Regions from separate parts of the Mus musculus genome. Here regions 1 and 3 are each linked to region 2. A link is a contact called in public Hi-C data. All regions are on one chromosome and are shown on one strand. The core of a region is the stretch at or near the end of the contact, and the rest is flanking DNA. Distances in the headings are between cores, read along the strand shown.

Region 1 (3,226 bases), core at 441-2,940, 450 kb after region 2:
CTTTTCACCATCCCAGGTGGTTGTTAGATGTTAGATGTGAAAGAGAAATAATGGGATAGTGAGAGGAAAGGAAGTAATACGTTCATAAAGACCAGCATACCATCATGACCTTTCCAAATGCTTTTAAATTGCAATCTGAAATAAATGTCATTTCTTTCAAACTCTCAGTAAAAAAAAAAAATCATATCCAGCTATGAAGCAATGTAACTGTTGTGGAACTGCAAACATTATGAGGCAATCCCCACTCTCTCCATTTTCTGGTCAACAAACCTTATTTTCAATGGAGTCAGATTTAGCACTGGTGGGCTCTACAGCCTCTGGTGGCCTAATGTGAGAAGGAGTTAGGGAGACAAGTCTCTCGAGGAAGTGTGAACAGAATCAGTCTCTTCCATCTGGCTTCTTCAACCCAACCCATCTTTACCAAACAGTCAACAAAGAGTATCAGAAGCCATTAGCCTAAATTCCAGGGTCATAGAAAGTGGAGTGCTTGTGAAATACACATCTTATTATCAGGACCCTTAAAAACCTACTCCGTCTCCCTTCTCAGGGCTCTAACACTGATCACTGGCGTTAACGTTGTCAACCTAATTTTCCGTTTTGAAGCCGTGTAAGGAAGTCATCTTGCTCCTTTTCAGGATAGGCTGAGATGGATGGGTGGTTGAGAGGGTTGGTGAGGAATCATTTTCTGGGACCTATTTCAAAGATAATTCAAAAGAGATCTTAAAGTAGAAATTGGATAAATTACATGGCTGAAGTAGGTTGCAGTGAGGTTGTTCAGCATGAGACCGTTTGTAACCATCATGCAAAGTAATTTAGCAAGTCCAAGGACATTGTTCTCTAGGAAATACTGGATTTTTCAGCGTTAAAAGAGCAGCCTTCAAATAGTCCCAGATTAGTGGCAGCTGGAAGGCAGAACAGGGAGCTATGAGTTAATCTCCGAGTCTCACAAAACAGGAAAGTTCTAGTGCTAGCTAGTTGTAGGCAGGAGCATTCCTTGTTCAGGACTTTCGATTTATATTGCAAATCCAGCAACCATCCGATGGAATGAGTGGTAGTCTGAAGCTATGGCTTTGGCTAGGATTGTTCCTGTCCTGGGAGGGCAACGGCTATTTGCCAGTGTTCAGAACCTGACTGTGACCTCTCTGTTTCAGCTGAGATTGCTGTATCAAATGCCTTTAACAGCCCCAATACCATGTGGTAGACTGAGCAGTCTACTTTTATCTTGTTGAATCACTAAGAGGACTGTGAACACACAGAACACAGTAAACGGATTAATTGCAATGGTCTTTGTCGTTCTACAATAATTGAATGAACGTCTTCCACTTTTAAAAACAATACTACTTTTTTGAACATTAGTTTCAACTCACAGTACCTCTAATAGGGATCTTTCAGAAATAGGCAACTGATCAAGTATAGCAAACAAATAGCTGCCTTCCCGTGAAAACGGAATGGCTCCCAAGACTCTCCGTCGCTGTCGCTGTCCCAGCACATCTTCTGGCTTTCCTACCCCACCAGCAACACTCTCGACCTCCACCCCTCTGCGTTCTTCCGCAGCTCCGTGGAACGGAGCTGGCTGCCAGCCATGGGGCTGCCCTGCTCTTCTTCAGCGCCCGCTGGCGACGGCACTAGGACCCAGAGAAGTCCCCGAGCGGGGTTCGCAGAAAGGCAGCCAGACTCCTCCTTATCTCCAGTGTCAAACTTGACATCAGACTGCGAGCGGAGCATGGTAACTTCTCCAGCAATCAGAGCGCTCCCCCTCACATCAGTGGTATGCTTCGCGGAGATATGCTCCTCTCACTGCCCGGTGCACCAGCAACATGGATTGTCACCTCTCCATCCTCGTCCTGCTCGGCTGCTGCGTCCTCAGCTGCTCCGGAGAACTGAGCCCACAGCCTTCCAACGAAGGTAAGCCAGGTAACCGCGCCGCTCCCGCCGGAGCGGAGCCCACAGCCCCCGGACGGCGCTGTTCCCTGAGATGCCCAGAAAGCAGTGGCAGCGAAAAGATTGTTTGCCCAGTAGCAATCCCAAAACACTTTTGGGGGATGTCTTGGGATTGTAGAAACCTTTAAAAATAATAATAAATCTGTTTTTAATCTGATAGCGAGCGATTCAAGTGATTACCACATTTACCAATTTGAACCAGAAAGAAAGAAAACCTTCGGTTTCTTTTTTTCTTTTTTTCTTTTTTTAACAACCCAGACTGTTAATTGCCAAATAGCCAAGGCAGTATTTTATTTTCTAATTATGACCATGTGGTTCTTTGAGAAGTTTCAAAGAAAAGGCTAGCCTCTCTTGAGATCCCCGCGGTGTGTTTTAAAGATAATGACAGGTTGCTCCTGCTTACACCCTTTGGCACTTATGAATGGACTGGAGAGAAGGGGGCTCGTTGGACCCGAGGTGTTTGAGTGCGCGCGTGTGTGCATGTGTTTATGTTACAACCGCCTTATTGAAGTGCTGTGGATCCCGCCGGGCGATGCTGTGCTCAGCGATACAGGTTCTCATGGGTAGCATATGCATGCCACATTATTAACAGCAGTGATGGTTCAAGGGATATACAGTGAGCTTAAGTTGGGTTCTTTTGTAAAAAGGCCTTTCATACACATAGAAGGATGCATTTAATGATTGATTGATAATTAGCTCCTGGGTAGATACAGTAAATAACAGACTAGCAAATTAGAAAGAACACTCATGGAAAGCTAACGGCATTTCCTTGATGCTGGATTAATTATTGTCAGTGTAACGGGCATCCTTGCATTCTCAATGGATCAAAGTGTAAACCTAATATTGAGAATATTTGTTTTCGTGGATACTGAGCAGACTCATGATATTTTTTTCAGACTTTTCATTATCTAGTTTTAATGATTTGTGAATACAAACTCTTAAGACAACTTCTCTGAATAATTGATTGCCTTGCAGCAACACTTACAACTTTAATTTCCTCTTAATGATTTTGAACATTGAGAATTGTATCGAGCAAGTTAACAATAGAGGACAGCTGAAGTGCAGGGAGCACAGTAGCTGTACAACACTCACTTAAAAACGTTTTGTAGAGCCAATGTTGTAGACATTATGCTTATGCCCATGTGAAAGAAAAATGTATGTAAACCCATTAGCACAAAGACCGCTTCCCATGTTTGGTGACCCACTTTCACGCTAATGGGACAGTTTAATTTTCTTTCCTTAGTGCCTTGGCTGCCTTTATCAGTCTGACTGGTTTTATTATTTT
Region 2 (2,910 bases), core at 255-2,754:
TTAAATAAGGCTGCTATGAACATAGTGGAGCATGTGTCCTTCTTAACAGTTGGGGCATCTTCTGGATATATGCCCAGGAGAGGTATTGCTGGATCCTCCGGTAGTACTATGTCCAGTTTTCTGAGGAACTGCCAGACTGATTCTTTTCTACATCCATCCATTTCACTGAAGTTGTCATGGTTTCTTTTGTCTTTACAGTGGAATAGTATTCCATTGTGTCTATGCATCATGTCTATTATCCATTTATATATTGAGGAACATTTAGCTCCTGTTCATTTCCTAAGCATTGTTCTATCACCTTGCACAGTAGATGGGGAGGGAGATAAGTATAGGATGAAATAGTAACCAGAATACATTTTATACATGTAAGTAATTGTCAAATAACTACCTTCATTTAAGTTTATCATGATGAATAGTAGTACAGTTGTTAATGTCACTTAAACACTACTGATAAGATGAACAAATATTTGTGTCTATTTATCTATTTTTATATAACTAAAGACTTTCATGAAAGGATTTTTTAACTATAGTGAAACTGGAAGATGGTAAGATGCCATAGATCATTAGTTAGATGGTAATTAATCAGATGCTCAGCCTAAACCAGACAGTATACAAGATATAGGAATTTCAACTTCTGATGTTCTGAGCTTATGATGTTCAAGTAATGATAAATACATTTTAATATAGGACACCCTCAATATTTCTCATTTATCTTATATTAAAATTTGACTTGGTTCTGTATTTTTGTTTTCTAAGTGTAGAATTCCTTGACTGAGTTGTTATCAGGGATCAACTAATGTCCTATTAACCTATAATTTTTGTTGACAAATACCAATGGGATAATTTCTTATGAGCTAAATAAAATTAGCTAATGTCAAAACAATAAAACATTTTTTGTGGCATTTAATTCATTAAATCTAGAGGTTTAAACCTAGAGAACTGGATAGTAATGAAATCTCAGGGTAGTGAGCATTCTCAGCAGTTAAAAATTGAAACATAGTCCTGGCCATTGAAGTGGGCATTGCGGTGTTAGTGGCTTCTCTAAGCCCCACAGGAAGAGCAAACAGAGCCAACAGATGGCCTCCCTCTTTGCAAGATTGATCTTGCCTCTCTGGCACCAGGGTTTGAGTTCAGTTTTGCCAGAATGGTCAGCATGTATCGCGTTAATTGTTGGCAGGGACCACCCAATGATGTTAAAGCCCAGCTCACAGTGGGCTTCTGATTAAGGAAAGCAAGCAACTTCCAGCTCTAGACTGACTGCCTTCAACAAAGCCATGAGATAGGACACCTTTCATATAACATGCATAGTAGGTGAGAAAGAAGTGTTATTTTTGGCTCTGTGCCTGGAACTGTGAAGCCTGTGCTGAGTAACTTCTAAGCAGACACTTTTCCATTAAATAGATAAAATATAAGCAGGAAGCACACAGCCAATGGTGTGGTCCCGTCCACAAAGCCTGGTCAGTTATTAAGAAGGAGAAGGAATGTGCATTACAGGTCAGCAATGAGACATCATCTATTTCTCAGTGGGAACACTTGAGACAAGATGCTGGCAGATGGCATCCTGTAGGAGAGCATTAGGTGCTTTTCATGACTGGAGATTAACAGATTGTTAAGGATATTAAAGTCTCTGGCATTTTATAGGAGAATTTGTGGAAAAAACTAAGATGATAGGATGGGGACCACATCTCCATAAACAGCACCACTGATGTTTCAGAGATCATCTCTCCTGTAGCAGCTCCTAACGGAAAATAATTATCAAAATAATTATCAAAAGAATGTGTTTCCAAGGTGTGCAGAGACAAACTGAACAGAAGGAACATGGTGCCTTTGTTAAACATAAATAGCAGCAACTGCATAGCATACCAACAGCTCCCGTAAGTAACACAGAGTTAAATATCTTTAACTCACAAATACATAAGTTTGGAATGAGTATTTATTTAGGGCCACCTTATTAAAGAGATTCAAAATCTTAAACCTAATCATATTGACTCCTCCACCAACATAAAATTTGTAAATATTTAATAAAATATTTGGAAAAGATAGAACAAATACAGAGAATTAGATTTCATTTGTATAACATACTTCACAAGAAAATACTATTGGTTAATTTACTTCACATTAAATGTTTATGTGGAAGGATTTATATAATTCCATTATGCTTCTATCAAAGTAATTCAAAATATTCACAGTCCTCCATAGATAGAGTATTCTATTTAGAGTCTAGTATAATAGCTGAAATTAAAGTCCTTTTTCATTTTTCTATTGTTAGGTAGCAATGAAGAGAAATCTATTAGCTCCCGGGAAATATTATTTTATATGTAGAAGCAGCACCTTTTTTTCTTTTTACATTTTTAGCTTTGCAGTTTCTGAGGCAAACATCCATTCAAAAAGAGCAAAATTGCTTGGTATTCAGGAATTATTTACTAAATAGATCACATCTTACCATCACTTACTCTATGAGTCCTGGTGTGTAGCACTCTTCCAATAACTATCAACCATCTACTTCTCTCTTACAACCCTCCTCCCCTCCAAAGAAGTTAGGTTGAATTCTTTAAATATTACTCTTTTTCATTTCTCATATTTAGTCACTAAACAGATGACTTTACCCTCCAAGTGAATGCCACCTTACTTTTTTGCACATGTTAATATGGGCTTTGACAACACAGACCTGTAATTGCAACATGATTAAAACAAATCTGTTTGATCTGGGTGTGGTGGCTAGTACCTATAATTCCAGCATTCTCTACTCAGGATGCTAAAACTAAGTGGTGAGTTTTAGGCTTGTCTGATTTGTGGTGAGAAAGTCTGTCATAGACACACACATAGACAGACAGACAGACAGACACACACACACAAGTTCTTCATGACTCCAGAAATTAGTCAAAATTGCCATATACTCATGGGCACAAA
Region 3 (3,317 bases), core at 212-2,711, 400 kb before region 2:
GCTCCAGGGGGCCTTGTGCTTTTAGGATCTTTCTATCTTTGTCACACACATGTGTTTGGGGTCTTTTCAGCATCTGAGTAAGCAGAGATTGAGTGGAGTCTTTGTTTGGAAGGAGAAAAAAGGAACCTGGAGGGACTTTCCACACGAGGAACACTAGAGAAGGTGTGCACACCAGAGGCAAGGGATGTGGCTGCCGAGAGAGATAAACAGCAAATATCTCCTTTCAGACCTAGCCTAAGTCTAACCCTCACCCTCTGCCATGGCAGGATAGTTGACACACTGATCTGGGTCAATTTTAGGATTCCTTAACACTTCTCATGTGCTCCAGTGTACAGCCTCTGAGTTCCATTACATTCCACACCCAGATACAATTGAAGCATCGAGCTCTCAGATATTCCTCAGCACGCTTGCCCCACGTCAGCCTTCAAGGAAAGAGCACTGGACTGCTACCAAAGCTTTGTCACATGTGACCTAAAAATATGACTCTCGGCGGGACACTTTGTGGCATTCTCTGAATGGGTGACTCCAGCAGGAGAAGTATTATATGTTAGAGGGGACGACTGACTGAGTTGGCAGGAAATAAGTCATCAGCAGGAGAAGAAGAAATATTTTTTTAAAAAAATATGAGGTTGACACTGTCTATGTGAAAGACAGTATACATGAAATTAAAACATCTTTAAATGAAATTATACAAAGAGCATGATGTCTAGTTTCTAAACGTCTACTTCTTATATGGGCAAGGAAACTACTCACCAAATAATGTCTTCAAATGTCTCATATTAAACAGGCTTGCTTTCCAGAATGACATTTCTGATGCTCTGCATCCTTCCTATCAAATACACTGCTGATGAAACTCACTTTGCATAGGGGATATGGTATGATGTGTGTGTGTCTGTGTGTGTATGAAAATGTGAATTTATCCTGTGAAGAAATCAGAGAAGTGCAGATGAAGATGAGGCCATCCAATGCAGGCATGCAGGTACATGTCTTCAGGGCTGAGAAAACGTGTTTTGTGTTTCTAAGTGTGGGTTATGTCAGATAGCACAAAGATCTCTCTTGACATCCATTTTCCTTATGGCACCTTATAGCTTTTTCTGGCTGAAATAGAACTCGACTGTGTGTGTGTGTGTGTGTGTGTGTCTGTGTTTCATTATCTGCTAATTTATGGGACTCTAGGGTGGGTTGTATGTTTTGGCTATTGTAAATGGTGTTGCTATAAACATGGGTGTGCCAGCATCTCTACAGTATGCTGGCATATTCCTTTGGGTGTGTACCTAGGATACACTTGTTATTGCCATAAGCATGTGTATATCATACTCTGGCCAATGCTAAATGAGAGAAACTCCTCTGGCTCTGGGTTGCTTCTATGATCAAGGATCAAGCCAGAGTTCCTGCAAACAGTTCTTGACAATGAGGTTGATGTTAAAACTGCTCAGTAGAGGGCACTAGAAAGTCACTGCTGGAGAAGGAGGCTTCTGGCTAGGGCAGCCAGAACTGCGGATCTGCAGGGTGACTGTGGAGACAGGAGGTGGAACCTGTCTTAGCCACAAGCCCAGAACAGGATCTGCCTTGGCCTGTGCAGCCCTGGCCTGGACAGCTGCCTGTGTGGCAGGGACAGGGTGGTGGTGGAATTGCACAGAGCGGCTTCTGCTGTTAGCCGCTTCTACTGACCACCCATACACCTGAGTGCCTTTGCCTGGCAATGGATCAGCAAGTGTGGAACTAGCTTTTCCCATAAACTCCAAATCAGTATGGCTCAGAGGGGACTTAAACACAAATATTTGCTATTCTGTCTCTGGAAAAAAGTCTTTCCAACCACATCTGGCTTCCTTTGCTTATCTGTATCTTATGACTATTTTTATTATAGTTAGTATATCCCATGTTAAATATTCTATATTGAACCTACTTTATGATTTATGTAGTTCTAAACTGGTCCAGGCAGTTTCAGGGAGATTGTTACATCGGTCATAAAAAGCAAAAAGGAATGAACCCTGACCTTTTCTGTCTTTGAATACCAGGATACACCATCCCCTAGAACTACAGCAGTCATTTTTGGCCAGTGGGAAGAGAGAGATATGGAAAGACATTAGGGTTCTCTCTCTCTCTTCCTCTTTCTCTTCTCTTCTCTTCTCTTCTCTTCTCTTCTCTTCTCTTCTCTTCTCTTCTCTTCTCTTCTCTTCTCTTCTCTTCTCTTCTCTTCTCTTCTCCTCTCCTCTCCTCTCCTCTCCTCTCCTCTCCTCTCCTCTCCTCTCCTCTCCTCTCCTCTCCTCTCCTCTCCTCTCCTCTCCTCTCCTCTCCTCTCCTCTCCTCTCTTCTCTTCTCTTCTCCTCTCTTCTCTTCTCTCTCTGTCTCTCTCTGTCTCTCTCTGTCTCTCTCTCGTGTGTGATGTGTAAATAGAAGATCAGAGGACAACTCTTGGTGATGCTCTTCAAGAGTCATCCACATTTCTTTGGAGTCAGAGTCTCTTGCTGTTCTGGGGTTAACGCCCGATCCCCAGTGTAGGGGAATTTGAGGGAGGGAAGGTGGGAGTGGTTGGGTGGGGGAACACCCTCATAGAAGCAGGGGGAGGGAGGGATAGGATAGGGGATTTCTGGGGATGGGGACTAGGAAAGGGGATACCATTTGAAATGTAAATAAAGAAAATATACAATAAAAAAGTTATATTTTCGTTGAAAAAAAAAAAAGAAGAAGGTTAGGCAGTCTGGTCACTCAGCCTGTGGACCTGTTTGACTCCATCACATTAGCACTAGAATCACAAGCTTGACAACTGGCTTTTTACATAGATGCTGGGGCTTAAACTCAGGTCCTCATGCTTGGAGGGCAAGCAGTTCATCAACTGCACCAAGTCCTCAGCTCAGCATGGTGTTTTGCTATTGCCTTGAGACTACCTACCCTACCTGCAGACTTCTCTGAGGCAGGTTGAACTGCTATTTGCTTTTATAGAGAACAATAATAAGTGACATTAAAGACCTTTGTGTTAGTCCTTAGAATGCATCCCAACCGTGCCCCAGAAAATCTAGAACAGCCTCTTTTCTGTAAGGCATTCCTACAAGCCAATTCCCAGCTTCTTTACTTTCAGTGCAGGTCTGTATTTAGAGTTACTACACAGATATAAAAGAAGCATAGATTTGAAGTCTATGGCAGTGTACAGCCTGCATCCTATAAGGAGGACCTGCAGTTTTCATCCCCAATTAATGAGAAAACTTTCTATAGTGGATTAGGCTATAGGACAGGAATCGACTATATGGCCTTTGTAGGTGTATCGGTGAGTCCCAGATTTTGCTTCTGTTTTGGGATGTGTTGGTCACTGCAGTTTC

Evidence for each region. Hi-C and Micro-C count contacts between places; a contact is called where the count stands out from the background.
Region 1: a Hi-C map of cerebellar granule neurons shows a contact between it and region 2, with 4 times the contacts expected there. The contact joins the promoter of Epha3 here to the enhancer-like site in region 2. A contact is called at or near these places in 1 of 39 promoter capture datasets (hippocampal neurons), 4 of 484 Hi-C or Micro-C datasets (cerebellar granule neurons and cerebellum), 6 of 115 datasets of contacts at active chromatin or transcription factors (craniofacial prominence, embryonic basal ganglia, embryonic forebrain and 3 more) and 1 of 9 other capture datasets (adipose tissue).
Region 3: a Hi-C map of cerebellum shows a contact between it and region 2, with 3 times the contacts expected there. The contact joins two enhancer-like sites. A contact is called at or near these places in 6 of 484 Hi-C or Micro-C datasets (cerebellar granule neurons, cerebellum, cortical neurons and 1 more).

What each region holds. Positions count from the first base shown.
Region 1 is chr16:63,862,639-63,865,864 of GRCm38.p6, reverse strand. Epha3 (Eph receptor A3) reads left to right here and starts at 1,690. Exons shown (of 17, transcript NM_010140.4): 1 at 1,690-1,905. The coding sequence starts at 1,818.
Region 2 is chr16:64,317,600-64,320,509 of GRCm38.p6, reverse strand. No RefSeq gene overlaps it. Among named protein-coding and RNA genes, the nearest start is that of Csnka2ip, 280 kb to the left of the region's middle. Within about 2 kb of position 1,504, at least 2 of the 459 cell types and tissues checked have an H3K27ac peak or open chromatin away from gene starts, as enhancers often do. A contact at or near this core is called in cerebellar granule neurons and cerebellum, where this site is marked.
Region 3 is chr16:64,722,060-64,725,376 of GRCm38.p6, reverse strand. No RefSeq gene overlaps it. Among named protein-coding and RNA genes, the nearest start is that of 4930453N24Rik, 47 kb to the left of the region's middle. Within about 2 kb of position 1,461, at least 16 of the 459 cell types and tissues checked have an H3K27ac peak or open chromatin away from gene starts, as enhancers often do. A contact at or near this core is called in cerebellum, where this site is marked.